7 separate regions of the Mus musculus genome follow, and all the other regions are linked to region 4. The links are chromatin contacts, called in public HiChIP or PLAC-seq and promoter capture Hi-C maps. All regions are on one chromosome and are shown on one strand. The core of a region is the stretch at or near the end of the contact, and the rest is flanking DNA. Distances in the headings are between cores, read along the strand shown.

Region 1 (2,700 bases), core at 115-2,614, 270 kb before region 4:
AGCTGAAAGCGAGACAGACATGAGGAGACACTAAAGGTGGGAAGACCCGCTGCAGCCCAGTCCTTTGCCACTGTGTGTCCCACTGTGGGCCCAGGCCTCAGTTTTCCTGTCCTTCCAGCTCCCCAGACGTCAAAGTCAGCAAGGGCAGCAGGTGAGGGGAACTGGAGCCTTGGGAACGGACCGAGAGCAGGACCTGCTGGGTCAGAGTGAGGCAAACAAGCCAGTGTCTGTAAACACAGACTGTGTCTGCACCATCCTACCGGGCCACTGGGAAAGCTGGGAATAGCTGCACCAAGCCATGGTCCTGAGCTCTCTGCCCGCAAGCCTCAGTGAACAGTGCCAGGCTCGTCTGCCCAGGGGAATGGGGAAGGCTGTGGTCCAAGATGCAGCGAATGATCTCATCTTGTCACTTTTAAATCAAATTTTCCAGTAGTTCTCCTGAGGAGGCAGGGGATGAGGGACTGCATAATTCATGCAAAGGACAGAGCAGGGCCTAGGGAAGTCCAGGGGGAAATCTGAGTATAGAGGAAGGGGCTGAAGTTGGGTTTAGATGCAGGCCTGACCCACCTCTTTCTCAGGGGAGGTTGTTAATGGCTGCTAGTCTAGGGTGACTTGGATAAAGATGTGACAGGCTGAAGGCTGACTTCATGAAGCTCAGGATGGGGACATATGGAAAGGGCCAAGGATTTCTGTGGCTGGGGCTGGGAGAGGGGCAAGGTTAGTTCATCAGGGCCCTGCAGGGGCCTGTGAGTCTCTGCCTGTCCATGACCAAGACTGACCCTGCTCCGCCTTGGGTCCGGCTGGTGACCCGGCCCAGACTGTGAGCACACGAGGCAGGGCAGTGGCTCTCCTACTCTGCAGGCAGTAGACGCTCATTCTTGCAGAAGGGAATGTGATCTGGAACTGAACTAAATCAGGTAGACAGAGTTTTCCCCATAGCTTCCAGACTTGAGAAAGCATCCAATAGGAGAGCAAGGAACCAGGGCCGGAGGGTGTGGGATGAGGGGCCAGTACCGTGGCAGTGGCCTTACTCCAGGGCCAGGTATGCGACTGCAAGGGACATATCGGACACAGAGGCACTGGGCGCCATAATAAAAAGAGAACTGCTCCCACCGATATTTGTAGGGCGGGGGAGGCAGAAAGACCAGTCACGATAGCAGGCTGGGACCCACTGCAGAGCTGCCAGCATCCTCCAGTCCGCAGCAACATAAGTGGTAGTCGGGAGAGGATGGGCATGGGCGGGGCGCTGTTGGCCACGCCACACGGTGGCGTGCTGACGACACTTAAAGCACGCCGGAAGCCTGCTGGCACGCATCGTTGCCGGGCAACGCGCGGCGCTGGTTGCCGGCTAAGCTGGCTGTAGTATCTCCCCGCCGGGCGCCGGGAGGCGCGTCGCGGCGGCGAAGGTGGGTGCGCGCCTTGCGGGCCTCTGGGAGCTCGGGACCCCCTCCGTCTGCGCCTGGGACCTGGTCCCGGAGCCCGCGAGACTCCCGTCTGGGACGCGATCCCCGAGCTCCCTGCCCTCAGCCTCCGGCCTCGCAGACCGGGTTCTGCAGCTCATCCACCAGGACTTGCGTCTGCCCACAGGCCCTCCTTCGCCTCACTTGTTTGGCCCTAGGATACGCCCCCGTGCCGGACTAGTCATCCGCGAGTGCCAGGAGGGGTCGACTCCACGGAGGCACGTGAACACTCCCAGGAAGCCCTGGGCAACTCCAGCTCAGCCGCTGCATGTTTTTTGAGCAGCTTTCCTTCGGGTCGGCTGGCCTGGCTACACCAAGATGCAAGGCGGGCAGGAGGTGGGGAGAGAGTCAGTGAGTGACCTCGCAGAGGAGCCTGGAGAGGGGTCCCCCCACCAGACAGCTAGAGGACAGAGTGGTGATGGTTTGGAACGGAGGCGGATCTGCTGCGACGGTCCCGTGGTTCTGCCGGACACGAACGCTAACAGCTCCAGGCTGGATGAGGGTCTTCCCACCAGCTGTCCACACCCGGGGGAGCTCAGCGGCGGGTGGGGAGAGTTCGAAGGCTTCCGGGAGTCTTCAGCTAAGTCGGAGCAGTTTTCTCAGTCTTTTGAACTCCTGGGGAGAGCCACGGAATGTCAGCCGCTGAGAACCCCTTCAGTCCCCGAAGAGGGCAGTTCTTGCCAGGTGCAGCAGGGTGGACCCTGGGTGACAGGAACTGCTGCTGGCCCATCTTCAGAGGTATTTCCGTGGTTGAGTGGGAAGTATTTTGTCATTAGACTTTGCCCAAGTCTCTGTGCCCTGGGAATGTGGGGGTTTGGCTAGCCTTCTCTTCTCACCTAGTTTGTCTTTTGCTGTGTGGTTGGCTGTCCTCTGCTTAAAAGGAGGACAAGGAAGCTGGGCACCACCCGCCTTTAATCCCAGCACTCAAGAGGCAGAGGCAGGCGAATCTCCAAGTTCGAGGCCAGCCTGGTCTACAGAGTGAGTTCCAGGACAGCCAGGGCTACACAGAGGAACCTAATCTTGAAAAACAAACTAAAAAGGGGGGGGGGGGGAGGACAAGGAACAGAGGGCTTGGTCAGGGGACTGACATAGGGTCCCACACAGCCCTGAGAGCTGACCACACCTTTGCCTCCTCCACTGCCTCGGAGCCATTCCCCTCAGTGGCTCACCCCAAACACAGATGAGGATAAATAGAAAGAGGTGGGGGCAGGGTAGCCTGCTGTGAGGGCCACTCCTCCTG
Region 2 (2,700 bases), core at 124-2,623, 400 kb before region 4:
CCGTTTAGTACAACACTGGTTTTCTTCCCTGTAGAATCTAGGTCCTCCAGGAACCCTGGGAGCCCCCTTGGGCTTCCAATACAACTTTGAACAGGCCCCCTGGAGCTGTCCCCAACAGCCAGAAAGCCCCACTTCACAACTGGGTACTCTGTTCTGAGTGTCTAATGAGCCGGGCAGGGGGTTGGGGGGAGAGACAGGACTCAGCGGCTGTCTCTACCCAGAATGCCTTTGGATATTCTACCCAAACCCCTTTCCCTGTAATTCCTGTGCAAGACCTCCTTCATACTTACCCTCCAGCTCTCTATGTGGTGCCCACCCAACATTATTGGTCCCTGGACTTCTAACAAATGCAAGGTGAAAATTCGGAACGGGCCTAGCCCCATAGGAACTCTGGCTCTGTGATTTGGTACTGCGTGGCCCCTCCCTCACGCTAGAACTGTAAATGAGAGTGTCTAACTGACAAGCTTAATGAAGCTCAACGTGAGCGATGTCTCAAGCAACTTCAAGCCCCCTCAGCTAAGAATACCCCTCCGCCTGCACACTTGGGAGCCATTGGTGTAGCCCATGCCAAGGGGCCTCGACTCCTCTAAACCCCGGGCTCTATTGTCACGTCCTCTCCCCAGAAGAAGCAGGAGTCTCCTCAAACCCTGCTGACCCTGATTCCCCTGGAACACTGTGCCCAGGGTGCCGGCCCTGGCCTCTCTCCATATCACTCCTCCTACATCCTGTGTGTGACCTGTCTGCCTAACTCCGGAGGTCTCCTGCCACTTCTCTGTGATTGTGTCTTAAACCCATCCCACCACATCTGCCCTACCCAGTGCCCTCTGTCACAGATCTTAGTGCGCTTGACTGTCAGCCCAGGGTCTGCAGAGGGCGGTAATTCTCTCTCTGAGACCCCAGCTCCACGGCCTGTCCCAGATGTGTTAACGTGAATTCAAGAGAAATCTTCATAGGGCGAAGTGAATTTCTTTTTGACATTTGTGGTCTCTCATTGGCGCCCTGACCCATCTGAAGGACCGTCTTCCAACGGGTCCGAGGCCATTGTCCCGTAGTCCACGGAGAAGCAACTGCCCCTTTGTCCACCAGGGCAGTCGGGACCCCATGGAGGACACAGAGGCCCAGGAGACAAGTATCGCGAGAGGGTCCCGCACCCCCTCCCGTCACAGAGTGCGGCGGGCTAGCTTCTAGCGGGACTGACCGGGTGGGGCGGACAGAGAAGGGGTAGCGAGGTGACCTCAGCGGTTCGGCCGCTCCGGGAAGTCGCCCGGTCCGCCCCCTCCAGCTCCAGCCGGGAGTTTCGCTCTTCGGGGCGGGGCAAGCAGCAGGCGTTGCCCCGCCGGCCAAGTTAGTGCGCGCCCCGCCCGGCGCCGTCCGGGTCCCCGCGCCCTCCCGGCCGGGGCGCGCCGCCCCCAGTTCGGTGCGGTCCGAGCTGCACGGGAAAGCTTGCAGAACGAGCGGAGAGCCGCGCGTGCGGCGAAGGTGAGCACAGGGGCGGGTACTCGGCTCCGCCTGCCTAGCCGGCCGTTCCCCACGGCCGCGCTGCCATAAATGGGGCCGACGGCAGCGGTGGCAGCTGGCGGCGGTGCGGGCGGGCGGCGACTCTGGCGTCGGGGGGCGCGGCAGGCGGGGGGGGGGGGGCGAGGCAGCCTGAAGTCCTGACTTCTTTCTGTCCGCGCGGCTCGGCCCCTCCGCTGCGCCCCGAGCCCCGCCCCGGCGGCAGAGCGGCTTCTGTTTACTTTCGATCGAGTTTTTCCTGCTCCGGGCAGGTGCCGGGGCAGCTCAGGGCTGGCGGTTGCGCGCGTCACTCCCGCGCCTCTCTGTGGGCTGCCTGCACCCGGGAAGGGCGCGTCGGGGCGAGCGGGGGCCACGGCATCCCCGGCGTGTTGACAGGCGTCCCGTTTGTGCCCAGGTGATGACTGCGGCGGCATGGAGTTCCCGGAGCACGGCGTACGGCTGCTGGGCCGCCTGAGGCAGCAGCGCGAGCTGGGGTTCCTGTGCGACTGCACTGTTCTGGTGGGCGACGCGCGCTTCCCTGCGCACCGCGCTGTACTGGCCGCGTGCAGTGTCTACTTCCATCTCTTCTACAGGGATCAGCCCGCGAGCAGCCGCGACACGGTGCGGCTCAACGGCGACATCGTCACGGTACCCGCCTTCAGCCGCCTGCTGGACTTCATGTACGAGGGCCGCTTGGACCTGCACAACCTACCTGTCGAGGACGTCCTGGCTGCCGCCAGTTACCTGCACATGTATGACATCGTCAAGGTCTGCAAGGGCAGACTCAGAAAGAAGGACCCAGATCTGGAGACCCGTACGCTGGGGACAGAGCTTCCTGGGCAGCCACCACACCCCCTGCCTTCCTGGTCCCCTGCCTTCTGCCAAGCCGCACCAAAGGCCAAACACCCATCTCTAGGGGTCAAGGCTACCCATCCCCTGCCAACATTTGGACCTCCGTCTTGGCAGGTTGCAGAGCAGTCAAGTGGGGCCCTGGACCTGTCACTGAAGCCTAGCCCAAGACCGGAGCAGGTACACCCACCCTGTCGCCTCCAGACATCCCTCTGCAGCTCCGTACAGCAAGTGGCGCAGCCTCTGGTGAAGGCTGAGCAAGATTCGTTCTCAGAACAAGATAGCAGCAGCCCGCAGAGCGCGGACCGATCCCCACCACCAGTCTGTGCTTCTGCAGCCCAGGGCCTGGCAGTGGAC
Region 3 (2,700 bases), core at 170-2,669, 350 kb before region 4:
AGAAACTGCAAAATCCCCATACAGCTCCCGGAAGCTGAGACCGGGGCTAACAACCCTGGCAAGGACAAATGGGCTAGGAAGACAGGAACGTACCCAGCCCTCCTCTTTCCAGTACCTGACAAGTCTCCTCTGCCTCCATCTCTTCCAGTTCCTGGCCTCTCCCTGGAGTCCTGGCCTCCCCCTCAAAGTACTCCCGTTTGCCCACAAAGACATCTAGAGCTCTCTCCAAGGCCTTCATCTCATCAGGTCTCAGCTGGCACAAACTTCCTGAGCCCCACTGTCCTTGGGATGACATCCAAAATTGGTCACGAGGCTACAGGTTCCTCCTCTGTCCATACCGCAAGCCAGGCTCCCCCATTTGGGCCTGTACTATAAGCTCGCACAGCCAGGCCCAACAACCTAGCACATTCTCATGCAGTTTTTCCTATCTGTCTCCTCTTGGCGGGCTTGCCTCTACTCTCGAGTTGTGTAGAACCCCTTCCACCTCCTTCTACAGGGCAGGGATGGGCAACTGTGCCCGCTGGCTTTGGAGCCTGGGCGGGGTGGATTGGGTTCACGAAGCTCCTGTACCAGCAGGATAAAGCGCACATTCCTAGGCCTGGAGTTCTGCTCTGCATTCCACTTCCGCCAAGGCCCTCACTAGTACCCTTCAACGGGAATGCAGGAATGCACTCTGAACAGTACTTTCTCCACCACTCTGCAAAGCCGCTCCGCCCCACGCTAATCCTTTCCCCCTTGGCACTAGAGGGACACCTGATACCTCCATTGTTGCACCAGGCACCAGCCAGCGGCCGGTGAGAACTTACCTCAGGAACTGGGAGAGCCTCCGGAGTTCCCCGCCCCTCCCCGTCCAGCCCACTGTGACATCCAGGTACGTTGGTGTCTTTGCCCACCATCCTGTCCCGAGCCCGTGGCCTATCCTGCAACGTCGAGGGCGCAGGAGGAAGAGACCCAGCTGGACGCACAGGCCTCTGGGATCCATCCTACTTCCTTCGCCCTGCACCCCTCCACTGGGCTGAAAGGCCAAAGGTTGGGGCTGGGAGAGCGGCTGGAGCTCGGGCTTCTGGAATGTGGTTAAATGTTAACTATTCGGCTCTGGGACAGGACGCTGGGCAGCCGTACGCCCTTTCTCGCAACCCTGGGATAGCCAGCGCCAGAGAGAAGGGGGTCTGAATGCACAGGGTGGCGGAGATGCGCCGCCCCAGGCTGGGCCGGGGACAAAGGTGATCGCCCGTTCCTGGTTGCCCGATCCGGTGCGCCGGGACGGGTGGACGGAACGGGAGGGGCCGCGCGTAACCTCTGGGGCGGCGCTGCGGAGTCCAGCTCACCTGCTGAGGCTGGCCCGCCCTAACCTGGTTTCCGGGGGGCGGGGCGTCGCGGGGCGGGGCATCACGGGGGCGGGGCGCGCCGGGGCGGAGCGTGTCGCGGCAGACGTCAGGGGACCCGCCGCGCGAGGCCGCGGTCCGGCGCTCTGCCCGTGGGCTCGGCCGGGGCTGCCGCCAGCGTGCGGGCCGCGCCGGGCATGTCCTAGGCGGCGGCCCCGCCCAGCGCTCGGCCGGGCGGGCAGAGGGCCGGGCTGGGCCGGGCAGCGTCCGGGCGGGCGAGCCGCGGGCCTGGCGGGAGCACAGGTAGGACGCAGGAGGGGCCGCGCCAGCCCTGCGCCCACGGCGGCAGGGCCTCCAGCAGGGCACCTGCGTGCCTCCAGGCCACACCGGGGCGGGCGGGGCTGGACAAAAGCGGCGGTGAGGAAGGGGCTGGGCGAGGGCCCGGCACACCTGGCCCGGCCAGCGCTTGCCGATGCTGCCCATGTCTGCGCGCGCCCGGGAGGGGCCTCCTGGCACCGGCGACAAGGCCTGGCCCCGCGCATGTCTACGCGGCCTGCCGAGCTGGTAGACCTGGGCGCCCGGTCCCCGCCCGGGCAGGGCCAGCGCTGATTCAGGATACAACGCCGCTCCCTCCCCCTCTGGGCCTGGCGCGCCTGCCCGCCTCCCGGCCTCCTCCCGGGTGCCCGGTCCCCCCTCCTTCTGCGGTCCCTCCCTCCGTCTTCCTTCTCTTCTCTCCTTTCCCTTTAGCCGCCACCGTCTCCCTGCTTTCTCTGCCTCTGGGCTGTCCGCGGCCAGGAGGGGACCTCCTCCTGTCTGCTCCTTTCAGCCACGGGGCTGCTCCCTGCCTCCCACTGTCTCTCAGCATCTGCATCGCCACCTCCTCCTTCACCTTCGGGTGGTGGCTCTTCTGCTTGGCGCGGCTGAGGGGACAAGTTTGGGGTGTTTATTATTCTCCCTCCTAGCAACGATGGCCGGGCTAAGCCTAGCCCCAAACCTCCTACAGCAAGCCCTGGCTCAGAAGCCTTTCCAAGTTGGACTGGCGGTGGCAGTGGTCACCCCATGACCAGGCTCTGGGGGTTGGCCTCCCTCTCCTCTAAGGGTGTCCCCGTGCCTGCTGTCCACAGTGAGATGATGGCAGGCAGGTGATGTCAGAGTAGGAGACATCCAGGCTGGGTGGGGCTGGGAGGCTCAGTGACGCCCTGGGTCTGGGGCCTGGGGGGGGGGGGGGCTCCCTCCACAGCCCTGACACCTTTGCCAGTAGGATTGGGTCTTTCTGAGAGTTGGGGCTATGGATACCCAGTGAGGTCCTAGAGGCTGCAAGGGCATTGAAATCTTGCCCCTTTAGCCCTTGCCTCTCAAGCTGGGCCCTAAGGAA
Region 4 (2,700 bases), core at 201-2,700:
AGGACTGCTCGCCCTTCCTGGGGTGAAAGATGGCAGGTTTTTATTTACTTACCTCCCTTATTGACTTGCTGAACAGGGTCTATTTGTCCTGGATAATAGGTCCCCAGGTCCCTGGGTCCAGGGCTTCTTAGTGGAACTCCTGGTGAGGTATTCTCTGAAAAGATCTTGTGCTGAGTCAGGCCACTGTAATCCTTGGAGCCTAAGAGCCTAGTTTACCTGCCCCTTGTGTTTTTTCCCAAAAGTCAACCTTCATATGAAACATTTGACCTAGATTTCTAGCCTTGAGGCCACAGGGGTTCAAGCTCTTGCCTGAGGGCAGCCCTTTTCCAGAACCTTCCCCTGTACATACGTGCTCCTTCCTTGACTGGTTCCAGGGGTCTGACTTTACACACACAAGAGGAAGGTGTAGGCAGCGTCTTTGTCCCACAGCTGGCCCAGGGTGGAGTCAGGAAAGCCTAGCACCTGAGCACCATACACCTTCCCCCCAACCCCCACCATGGCAGTGCTAGGTGCAGACCTAGACAGCAGTCCTTCCTCCCTGTGCCTCACTCCCCCAGTGGTTAGAGAGATGGTCCATTTTCCTTGCCTACCTCATGGAGCTGTAATGAGAAGTCATGGAGAAGCACTTTGTCCCTTTGAAGGATGACACCAAAGCCCCCCTGACAGGCAGTGCAGTGGTACGAACCGCAGAGTGTGTTTGCATCCGAAGCTCTGAGGCATCACCCTCAGAGCCTGCCAGTCTTAGAGGTCCCTGTCAAGCAACACCAGTTGCCATTGCTCATTGCTGTCAGTTGGGGGCCCTGCCTCTACCTTCAAGTTGGTTCCTGCCACCACCCTCTGAGTACGCAGCTCAGTATCACTGTAAAGGTACCAGTGCTGGGAGGTGGGGGTGGGGAGGCGTGGGGAGGCGGGAGGCTCAGCCCTGAAGCAATGGCTTGCCCTAGCCTTATCCTGCAAGCCTCACTTCTTCCTCTAGCCTCCATCTCAAATGAATTCCGCATAAAAACGTCCTGGCACTTCTCCCCAGGGCCAGGGTACTTGCTCCCTAAATCCCTGTGCCCTTCAGAGACTGCTCTGTCCTGGAAGGGGGCCAGCAGAAGCTGACAGCCTTGCGTGAGGATGACTCCGTTCGCTTCTGCAGACTGCCCAGCGCGCTGTGACTGATTTCTAGAGTGTGTATGTTGCTAGTTTTGTTTTTGTTTTTTTAATAAAAAGCAGGATTCATGTAAATAGCTTTTTTTGGGAGCAGATACTGATCTGTCCCATGCGACCATGTGGACGATTTCAAGGTGCTGAAGCGACACTAATAAACTGACGGCGCTCAGGCCGCCCACTGCTGTGATTTCTCTGAATGTGTTGGGGCCATGCGGCTTGAACGCTGGGGCGCACGCGTGGAGGGGGCGGAAGCGGCCGCGGAGGGCGGGGTCTGTAGGACGGAAGCTCCGTCCCTCTTCCCTAGAGCTCTGTCCTTGGATCCAGCTTTCTCAGGCTGGTGCTGAAGGTCCTAAGTCAGCCTCACCAGCCAGCTCTGTTTACCTGGACCCACATGAGCGTTCACAGGCCACACGACCCTCCACTCCCTGTGCAGACCCTTCTGAGCCTGGGCTCACCGGCTGATCCATTGTCAACCGGAGCTCATTAAGCCCCCCTCATCTGTCCCGGAGCCTACAGAGCCCTTCCCAGAGCCCTCTGGGCGAGCTCTGCATCCGCGTGGGAGCGGGTGACCCAACTCCCACATACCTTCACTGCTGCCCTTAACTGACTTCCACAGTTCATACCCACGGAGAGGGTGGGAAATGAGAGCTCAGGTTGGCGCTGAGCCTGGGCCTTGTGTGGTAGGGTTGTCCAAGACAGGAGGAGGCCTATTGAGGGTGGGATCCTAGGACTGAAGAGCTTGTCAGGACCGCAGAAGGAGCGCCCCCTGCGAGGAAAAGCAGACCAGGTGGTTCGGTGAGAGCAGAGAAGGCTAGGCTAGCATCTATTTCTAGGCTACTGCTGTCCCTGGGGGGATGCTGGTGCGGAGGATAATGGCCACAAGACCTGGGAGAGAAAGTCACAAGGGACCCCGCTACTCGGCAAGAGTAGTCACTAGGTAGAAGGCGGCCCCAGCAGGGCCTGCCATCATCTGCTTTAGGGATCTGCCGTGGCAGCAGGAACCCTGCTCAGTTCCCTTCCTGCACCTTGCCCCACAGCCCTAGTCGAGGGAACTGCAACCTGCTGTACTTAGAGATGGACAGCAGGCAACAGCGCCCCCAGAGGAAGACGCTACAGTGGCAGCTTGCTCAAGAGCAAAGACAACAGTCACCCCCACAGGGGCTTGCCGTGGCCTCCAGCCAGCCAGACACCAAGAGCAAGCCTCAGGACGACTTGCAGACCCAAGACTGGGTAAGCAGTTAGGAGAGTCTTCCGAGAACCCAGGCTTTTAGGTGGACTGGTTGGAAAGGGACACCGAGAATGGGCCTCTGGGACAAGAGGAAAGGACTGAATGGGACTGGAGGAAACATTTAGTTTTTAGGGCTTGCTTCTCCAACTACTCAGGCTAGGCTCGGAGGTAGACTTCCTCTGGTGGACACCAGGCAGAGAGAGGTCGCCTAAGGTCAGAAGGAGTGTGCCACACATACCCACATCAGCTCGTGCAGTGTCCCTGACCCCTGCTTTGAGGTCCCTCCAAAGGTGACAACTGTCCTGCAGGGCTGACCA
Region 5 (2,700 bases), core at 64-2,563, 450 kb before region 4:
GTGACAACCCCCCCCATATTCTCCTGTTTACCCCTTGTCTCCGTTCCTGCATCAGCCTTCTCTGCCTGCTTTGCCTTCTGAGCACACCTTCCTGAAAGACCTTATCAGGGATTTCTGCCTGTCCCAGCCACTGCTCAGGAGATCTTGGCCTGAACCACTAACTCTAGATGCCACGTCTACTCGCTTGCCCCCTCCCCACTGTGGCACTGAGTGAGGTAGAGAAGGATATTGTAATCTGCACACAAAGACTGTAAGGCTCTTCTAAGAAGTAGTGTCCAGATCCGAGGCCCTGACTGCTTCAGCCATAGCAACTGAAGAGAGTGTCTATGTCCCTATGTGAAACAGAAGACACAGACCACCATGACCTGCACAGCCAGGGAGGGTAGCAGCAGTGTGGCTGAGGCTGACTGGGAATAGCCTCTCTTCCCCAAGCTGGGGGAGGGGGGGTGTCAGTCCCCCAGAGGGTGTGTCTAGTCTCACTGGTCTTGTGACAGTCCTGCGAACTGCCCCCAGGACAACTAGGAGCCTGACTGCTCTGTGAACCTGTCCCAGGGGTCAGTTAGCACACCCTGGAAGGACACGCACCAGTGGGGGGCTGGGGGGAGCATGCCACACAGGCCTCCCAGCCTCAGGACTTTCCCTTGTCCCTGTTTCCAGTCTGGACTGAGTGGCAGAAACCATCGACCCCGAGGTCTCTTGGAAAGTTGAATCCTCCTCTGCTCCTGTGTCCCTCAAGTTGCTCTGACCCCGAGCGGATGTGGGTACTTCATCTTACACTTGGCGCTGGGCTAGTAGCTAGCTACAGCCACCCAAGAGCTGCATATCCTGGGCCAGCAGGGGTGACTATGTGGCCTGGTGGAGAGAGATCGTCTTAGTTAAGGTGACTTTCTGGGCGGCTCTCAGGAGAACCGTTCCTGGTCCTGGACTCGAGGTTCAAGACGGGAAAACAGGTGATCCCGCAGGCAGATCCTCCAGATTAACGGCAAAGAAACATCTGTGGTTCTGCTTTTGTTAACCGCTCTCTTGCCCCGGAAAAAGCAGCCTCCTCCGCTGTTTGTGCAACCCCAAACCCTAGTCCTAGCAGGCCAGTGGGCAGGGGTAGAGTCCGGGTCGTGCAGCACTGGCACCTCTCACGTCCTAGGGTGTTCTGAGTCATCTGCTTGCCCAAGTCGTGTCGGGGCGTCTAGCACCCTAAGTGCGCGCCATCTGCAGCGACAGCGGCAGGGACAGGGAGCTGTGGCCGCAGGTCACCGAGGTGCGTCACCGCGTGCGCAGGACCCGCCCCCGGCCCGCCCCCCTCTCTAGGCGTCCGCATTTAATGGAGCGAGAGCTCTGGCGGCGGCGGGCTCTCGCTTGGCCCAGAGCAGCAGAGGAGCTAAGCCAGCATGTCCGGGACCCGAGCCTCCAACGACCGGCCCCCCGGCACAGGCGGAGTCAAGAGGGGGCGGCTGCAGCAGGAGGCGGCGGCGACAGGCTCCCGCGTGACCGTGGTGCTGGGCGCGCAGTGGGGGGACGAGGGCAAAGGCAAGGTGGTGGACCTGCTGGCCACGGACGCCGACATCGTCAGTCGCTGCCAGGTGCGGGCCAGGCGCCGAGTCCCTCCCTAACCTGCCCAGCGAGCCTCTCCCCTTCCCCGGGATCCGGACGAACCCCTTCCTCCTGTGCCCTGAGTGGGTCACAGCCTTTTGGATTCCTCCCTCCCAGGAGTACCTTCCCCACTGCCTAAGTCCTCCTTCCCACACACACCCTCTCACACAAAGCTCTTGGCCTCCCACCACCCACCCACCTCCTCCCCAGGGCAATGGCAGGAGCCCGAGCTAAAAATATAAGTCGCTGAGTTGAGGACATGGGATCCTCAGGGGTAGGGCGTTCCAGGGCGGTGATGGTGGGCCCTCCAGTGGGGAAAGCCCCAACGGGGTGGGTCGAGGTACCCTAAGATGCAGCAAAGGGTGAGAGCTGCTTTCTGAGAAGGGGGGTGTCCTCGGCGAGTCAGCCAGGCAGAGACAGGATGAAGATAGGTTTCTAACCTAGAGGAACGCAGGGTCAGGAGCCTAAAGCAGAGTTCAAAGGGGTCTGGCTGACATGGAGAAAGGAGGAGTCACAGATTTCCCGGGCAGGGTGTGACCCGGTGGCTGGTAGTGCTCAGAGAAGGCCAGAGACAGTCTTTGTGCCCTTGGCCAGCTGCAAAGTGCTCTGAGCACCCACATTTGTTCTGACTGACTCTGGACAGCGGGTGGGTACTCTCCTAGGGCTAGCTGCCTGCTCTCCTTAAGTCTCTGTGGTGTTGAGCTGCAGCTAACAGCCACACTGCCTCTGCGGTGCCATCCTCAGCACAGAGGGCTCGGTTTGAGGGAAGATACTCTGTGATACTGGGTTTGGAGCCACACTTATGGCTGCTGACCCAAATGAAGGTGGGAACACCTGCTGGAGTTCTGTCTCCCTGGTTCTGTGGCTTTCTTGCTGAGTTCCCGAGGACTCCTAGGAGGCCTCCGGAGGCATAGCTTGGTTCCCTGGGCCACATTTGCCCAGCTGGGGATGAGGATTTCTGGAAACTCTCTTAAGAATGAGGAGCTACCCTGCTCTCTCACCCTGTTCACCCCTCTCCCTTGAAGTCTCTAGGTCCTAAGGACAGACCTTGGGCCTCCTAAGCCCTACACCTTGCATGCATTGTCCAGCTATGTGTATGTAACTGGGATTTAC
Region 6 (2,700 bases), core at 89-2,588, 370 kb before region 4:
TCTGGTGCAGTCTGTCTAAGGGGTTTAATGGCTTGTCACCTCCCCAGGATCAGGTCCAAGTGAAGTGACACAGTAAAGGAGGGGACTCGAGAGACATGAGGGTAGTAAAGGCTCTGTAAACTGTTCTGACAGAAGACAAGAGGTGACCCGATCCTGAGACAAGGTCACCAGGGTGGGGTAATGCCACGTAGAGGGAAGGAATGTTTTTGTTTTTGTTTTTTTTTCTGATTGGCCATATTAATTGAGACTGAGGGAAAAACAAAGGTTAGTAACTTCATACCAGGCTTCAAAGGAGTGGTGGTTCACTCCAAAAAGATCACACACCCCACCCACATGATCTCACCTGTACTGCCAGCACCCAGGAGGCTATGGCAGGGGGCTCTTGAGTTTGAGACCAGCCCAGGCTTTGTTTATAAATAAACCAGAATGAGCATCTAGAACAGCTGCCATTGTTGATGGTCTATGATGGTCTACTGCCACATCAGGCCCACCCACCTGTGCATCACAGGCCCACCCACCTGTGCATCACAGGCCCACCCACCTGTGCATCACAGGCCCACCCACCTGTGCATCACAGACCCACCCACCTGTGCATTGAATCACACAGCAGCAAAGGGGTGTCTATGAGTTTCCTACTGCTACCAAAGCAAACCACCACAAACCCAGTCACTACAAATGACCACTTCATTCTCTTCTTCTGGAGACCAGAAGACTTGAGGCAATGGGTTGTAGGGTCGATCCTGCTGGAGGCTGTGGAGAGAATCTGTCTCCCTCCTTCCTAGAGGCTCCTTCCCAGGCCCTTCTTATAGATCACAGAGACAAGCATGGACTTCATGCCAGCTGTCACATATGTCCAACTTCAACACACTTTAGATCCACGGACTTAACCACAGGACATGCCCAAGAGTCACTAGAACCCTGTGAGAGGACTTGAGCCTTTTGTCACTTGATGCTCATGGTCTGTGATCTTAGAAACATGATGAGCCCCAGGGATTAAAGAGCGTCAATTTATGACTAGTATATAATAACCCCAGAAAGCCGGGCTGTTCTCCCCCCGGTCCACCTGGATAGTCGCCCATTGGTCCTGGGGGAGGCTTGGAAGGATGCCCACAGAGGACAGCAGTGACTTCCTAACTGTATCTCTTTCCTCAAGTCCAGCCTCTATGGTGGTTAAAGGGCTTTGCGTCTGTTCTAGTTTACTTTACATTGCTGTGATAAACACCATGACTAAAAACAACTCAGCTTACACTTCCAGGTCACAATCCACCCTTGAGAGAAGTCAGGGCAGTAACTCAAGCAGAAACCACAGACAAACGCTGCTTCCTGGCTTGCTCACTCTCTGACTCATACCTAGCTGGCTTCCTCATGCAATGCATACCCACCTGTCCTGGGATAGTGCTGCCAACAGTAGTTCTCCTTACATCTACCAGCCAAGCAAACTTCTTAGTGGTAAAGCTTGATCCATGTCCACACAGGCACTCCAATGGGTATGTAGTGACAATTTTGGAATTTTGGTTTCTTTCAAAACACAAAAATATTCTAAGAATCTAAGAATTTTCATATCCCAGGTGTGGGGACATGGGCTGCTTCAGGCTGTCCACAGCTGCTGACTGGTTTGCCCAGTGCTCTAGCAGGGGCGTGGTTTTGCCTGCTACAGATAGTTTTTGCAAGCGTGTGACATTTGAAACTTTGGGGACATTTAAGAGGGTATATAAATGAGTCCCAAGAGGCAGTGTGGGTTGTTGATTGGTTGGTGGTGGTCGCTGTTTGTTAAGTAGTCATAGAAGAGGAGGGGAAAGAGGAGGAGGAGGAGAGAGAGGAGGAAATTAGATATCTGATGGTGAAGATCAAACTTCCCGGACTCCCCCCAGGAACTTGGTGTCCTTAATCAACCCAGCAGGAAGTAATCTAATGATAACACTGCCTCCTTTCCCCTCCATTCTTCTTTCTCTCCTATCTAGTGATAGGGGATTGGAAGGGTGGAAGAAAAGGTTGCAAGGAAGAAGAACCCACAAAGTAGCAACACAGGTGCTACACAGTGGCTACATGGGTGCACTTACAAGAACACACAGCCTGTGCAGAGATCTCCCCTTAGTTTGACTTTACAAGAGCCTGACTCACAGGCTCCAACCAACACAGAGCAGTAGACTCATGTGTCCATGAGCACTTGGCTCATAGAGACTCCGCTCATGGGAGGCTGAGACCCTCATGTGGGGCAACCATGCCACCAGACAGAAGAACTGGTAAGGTCAAAGCAGATTTAAAAACCCCAGTAAATCTCAAAATTGAGAACAGCAGGCATTAGAGTCAGCTCCTGGCCAGACTATTGGTCCTGAAACATGTGACCACGACACACCACTAAGGGGACCATGACAACAGTCACCTAAACAGCACAAAAAACTAGAGTTCTCCATGCTAATGAGATGTCTAGATAGGCCCGAGTGTTTAGGCAACGAGCTTCCCTTCCTGGGCATCCCTTCCTGCAAAAGGTGTTCAATCTCTGGTCCACCCTGAGTAAGACTTATGCATTTTCTTTTTTTCTTTTTCTTTTCTTTTTTTTTTTTTTCTTTTTTTTGGTTTTTCGAGACAGGGTTTCTCTGTATAGCTCTGGCTGTCCTGGAACTCACTCTGTAGACCAGGCTGGCCTCGAACTCAGAAATCCGCCTGCCTCTGCCTCCCGAGTGCTGGGATTAAAGGCGT
Region 7 (2,700 bases), core at 80-2,579, 310 kb before region 4:
GGATCCTGAATCTATTGGCTTAGACCCATGTCTGCGCTGTCTTCTCTGGTGGATAACCCACAACAACCCCAAAGCCAAGTTAGGGCATTATCCCACAGGAAGTGAAGGATGGTCCCTTTTCTGCTCACTTTCTTGCCCACCAGGCTGGACACGGGTCACTGAGGTCAGGCCCTGCTCCTCAGGAGTACTCCCCACCCTGTGAGGTTGGCACTCTTCCCCTGAGGACACTCTGAGGCCATATCCCTGAACTGAGGCCTACTGCCTGCCAAGGAGGAGGGAAGTCAACCTGGACCCTGTTCAAAGTTGGGGCTGTTCCCAAGACCCTGATCTAAAGGCAACAAGGTTTGGTCTTCAGAAGATCCATCTTGGACTATGAGGGGAGGCAGAATCCCTTCAAGGAGCCACTAGTAAGCCTATGTTTGTGGACAGGCCAGGGAACAGCCTCACCTGAATTCCTCAGCGGGGTGAGTCATGGCTACCTCCAGATCCCAGCTTCCCTTGCAGCTAGGTATGGCCCTGTGGCCAAGCGTAGATTGAGTTGTAGCTAATATAGATAAATGGAAGTTCCCTTTCCAGTCTCCAGAAGTGTTCTGGGGATGCTTCATTCTATGCTAGGGATATGAGGTGATGGCTGAGCTTTGGAAGCCATTCTAGGGCTGTGAAGTTTGAATTCCAGGGTTTGGAGGCTAAGACTTCCTGTGACTGTGTCACTGATAACTTCTCCAGAAACTGGTTGCAGGGTATGGTTGGTGGGTCAGTCAGTTTTTCTTCACTATGACGCAGACCTGAGGTAAACTGTTTGAAGGATGAAGGACTTATTTTGGCTTGCAGCTTTAGAGGTTTTAACCAATGTCAGCTGTTGCCATTCCCATGGAACTAGAGTGTGGCCAGGCATAGTAACAGCAGCAAGGCAGAGGGAAGCAGCTTGCCCTATAACAGACAGGAAGCAGAGAGAGATGAAGAACCCAGGCATAAGACATGGCGAGCCAAGTCCTGCCCCAGAAACCTACATCCTCCAATCAGGCCCCACCTTCCACAGTTTCCACCTCCTCCCATCATGGCTATCATTGCACAATTTGTTAATTAGCTCATGATGCAACTTCAATAAAATTACCAGTCTTCAATATATGAGCCCCTGGAGAAGTTAAGTCAGTTTGAGGCTCTCTTACTTGAGACTTTGGTGTTTGCAGTCAAACTTAATTCCAACATTTGGTTTATGACTGAGGGACCCTCTCTAGGAGCAAGCAGGGTAGATTTTTCTCCAGAGGTGAAAGTTCTCAGCTCCGCCCCCTAGAGACCCGATCTGTCTTGACGTGGGGGTGGGGTGCTCAGAACAAAGAGGAAGTGAATGGAAGGGGGAAGCAGCAGGCCAGAGAGGAGGCAGGTGCCTGCCTGCACAGGCAAAGCCTGCAGACAGTGGCTGGAACCAGGATGGACAAGAAGAAAGAGCACCCAGAGGTAAGTGGTAGCCAGGCTAGAGCCAGACAGAGGGCCTCAAGAGGGGTGTCTGTCTACCTCCCACAGTCCCCTCCTCCCAGCACCCTAGGTCCCACAAGCCACCCAGATTGGCTGGCAGATGTCCACTCCTTGCTTGATCTATGGATCCAGGGTCAATGGGTATCAAAGTCTCCAGCCACTGGGCAGCTTTGTCCTATCCCACGCCTCGGGTCCACAGTTTAGCCCACAGGGCAGGAACCCCAGAACCTTGAGGCTCAGGGGGCTCTAAAGCCCATCCCCCAGCTCACCCCTCTCCTGATATGCCAGTACCAGGGAGTGTTTCCCTCTAGCCAGACAGTCCCACCCCAAGGATTCGAAAGACCCACAGGGACCAAGGATGTGACAGGTCTGCAGATGCTTAGAGCCGCCCTTCATCGTTCTCCTACCCTGACCTCAGAGTAGCTCCCAGTGACCACAAGGAGGTCAGAAGTCTGTGGCCCTTGGAAGTCCCAGATTACGGCTGCTGCATTCTTGCCTTTTTGCCAATCCAACTATTTTAGGGGATGAGAACACTTCTCTCAGAGCAGCTGGGAGAGGTAGGCCAGCAGCTCTTTGAGGGATAGCCCTGCCTGGTAACCCTGGCCCAGAACCTCATGTCTGTGCCCCACTGGACATTATAAGACTGGTCAGAGCCAGAAGCTAGGTTTCTGAAGCTGCCTCGGTCACTTGAGCTGCCTGCTATGGGTAGGGTGGGAGATATATCTAAGAACATGAGCCATGATCTGGATGGAAGTGACCTCCTGACTCCCTTCTTCAAGGAACTCTGGTAAGAGGGTGCTGGGCCTCTGTGGGTGACTCTGGTCCTCTCCCCCGCCCCCATCCTCTCACTGTGGTTTCTAGGCTCCACTTCCCCGTAACTTTGGGCATCGAGGGTAGATAGAGCCCCAGGCCTATCTCCTATAATCCATTCCCTGTGCTAAGGTTAGCCACATGCCTACAGGCTGCTGTCCAAGACAACCCTTAAGGGACAGTGGAATTAGTCTCACCACTCTTGGAGTGATAGCCTGACCCACAGAACTGAAGAAGCCCCCAGATTCCACAACCAACCAACTACAATCATACAGTGCCTTAGGTTCCAAACAGCATTCAGGCTGGGAGGGTGGGAAGTCAGTGCCTTGCTCGTGTCTGTGCCAGGGGTTGGGTGACCCATCTGGGGTGCACAGGGCCTCCTGAATGACTGGCCTGACTCTGTAGTGACTCCAC

The links. Promoter capture Hi-C pulls out the DNA fragments that hold promoters and counts their contacts. HiChIP or PLAC-seq counts read pairs in DNA pulled down with a chosen protein or histone mark. Capture Hi-C pulls out chosen DNA fragments and counts their contacts.
Region 1: a promoter capture Hi-C map of liver shows a contact between it and region 4. The contact joins the promoter of Clba1 here to the promoter of Tex22 in region 4. A contact is called at or near these places in 4 of 39 promoter capture datasets (cranial neural crest, liver, maxillary cranial neural crest and 1 more), 2 of 484 Hi-C or Micro-C datasets (embryonic stem cells and rod photoreceptor), 1 of 115 datasets of contacts at active chromatin or transcription factors (pancreatic cancer cells) and 3 of 9 other capture datasets (adipose tissue, embryonic stem cells and liver).
Region 2: an HNF4G HiChIP or PLAC-seq map of pancreatic cancer cells shows a contact between it and region 4. The contact joins the promoter of Zbtb42 here to the promoter of Tex22 in region 4. A contact is called at or near these places in 1 of 39 promoter capture datasets (cranial neural crest), 1 of 484 Hi-C or Micro-C datasets (embryonic stem cells), 1 of 115 datasets of contacts at active chromatin or transcription factors (pancreatic cancer cells) and 2 of 9 other capture datasets (adipose tissue and pancreatic islet).
Region 3: a promoter capture Hi-C map of adipose tissue shows a contact between it and region 4. The contact joins the promoter of Cep170b here to the promoter of Tex22 in region 4. A contact is called at or near these places in 10 of 39 promoter capture datasets (the 3T3-L1 cell line, the C10 cell line, the HPC-7 cell line and 6 more), 1 of 484 Hi-C or Micro-C datasets (the G1E-ER4 cell line) and 2 of 9 other capture datasets (adipose tissue and liver).
Region 5: a contact with region 4 is called in a FOXA1 HiChIP or PLAC-seq map of pancreatic cancer cells. The contact joins the promoter of Adssl1 here to the promoter of Tex22 in region 4.
Region 6: a promoter capture Hi-C map of the HPC-7 cell line shows a contact between it and region 4. The contact joins the enhancer-like site here to the promoter of Tex22 in region 4. A contact is called at or near these places in 3 of 39 promoter capture datasets (the C10 cell line, the HPC-7 cell line and cranial neural crest), 1 of 484 Hi-C or Micro-C datasets (bone marrow-derived macrophages), 1 of 115 datasets of contacts at active chromatin or transcription factors (bone marrow-derived macrophages) and 1 of 9 other capture datasets (liver).
Region 7: a contact with region 4 is called in a promoter capture Hi-C map of adipose tissue, with 2.9 times the contacts expected there. The contact joins the promoter of Pld4 here to the promoter of Tex22 in region 4. A contact is called at or near these places in 7 of 39 promoter capture datasets (the 3T3-L1 cell line, cranial neural crest, frontonasal cranial neural crest and 4 more), 1 of 484 Hi-C or Micro-C datasets (uterus), 2 of 115 datasets of contacts at active chromatin or transcription factors (embryonic stem cells and pancreatic cancer cells) and 3 of 9 other capture datasets (adipose tissue, embryonic stem cells and liver).

The regions. Positions count from the first base shown.
Region 1 is chr12:112,807,611-112,810,310 of GRCm38.p6, forward strand. Clba1 (clathrin binding box of aftiphilin containing 1) reads left to right here and starts at 1,365. Exons shown (of 5, transcript NM_145450.3): 1 at 1,365-2,198. The coding sequence starts at 1,779.
Region 2 is chr12:112,677,467-112,680,166 of GRCm38.p6, forward strand. Zbtb42 (zinc finger and BTB domain containing 42) reads left to right here and starts at 1,374. Exons shown (of 2, transcript NM_001100460.1): 1 at 1,374-1,479; 2 at 1,910-2,700. The coding sequence starts at 1,927.
Region 3 is chr12:112,720,755-112,723,454 of GRCm38.p6, forward strand. Cep170b (centrosomal protein 170B) reads left to right here and starts at 1,420. Exons shown (of 19, transcript NM_001024602.3): 1 at 1,420-1,628. Gm46382 (proline-rich extensin-like protein EPR1) reads right to left here and starts at 1,412. Exons shown (of 2, transcript XM_017315329.2): 1 at 807-1,412.
Region 4 is chr12:113,073,052-113,075,751 of GRCm38.p6, forward strand. It overlaps Tex22 (testis expressed gene 22), which reads left to right and starts at 1,451. Exons shown (of 3, transcript NM_001361919.1): 1 at 1,451-1,808; 2 at 2,193-2,385. The coding sequence starts at 2,230. It overlaps Pacs2 (phosphofurin acidic cluster sorting protein 2), which reads left to right. Exons shown (of 24, transcript NM_001081170.1): 24 at 1-1,350.
Region 5 is chr12:112,618,734-112,621,433 of GRCm38.p6, forward strand. It overlaps Adssl1 (adenylosuccinate synthetase like 1), which reads left to right and starts at 1,314. Exons shown (of 13, transcript NM_007421.2): 1 at 1,314-1,577. The coding sequence starts at 1,386.
Region 6 is chr12:112,701,248-112,703,947 of GRCm38.p6, forward strand. No RefSeq gene overlaps it. Among named protein-coding and RNA genes, the nearest start is that of Gm30298, 13 kb to the left of the region's middle. Within about 2 kb of position 1,339, at least 64 of the 459 cell types and tissues checked have an H3K27ac peak or open chromatin away from gene starts, as enhancers often do. A contact at or near this core is called in the HPC-7 cell line, where this site is marked.
Region 7 is chr12:112,759,326-112,762,025 of GRCm38.p6, forward strand. It overlaps Pld4 (phospholipase D family, member 4), which reads left to right and starts at 1,330. Exons shown (of 11, transcript NM_178911.4): 1 at 1,330-1,458. The coding sequence starts at 1,432.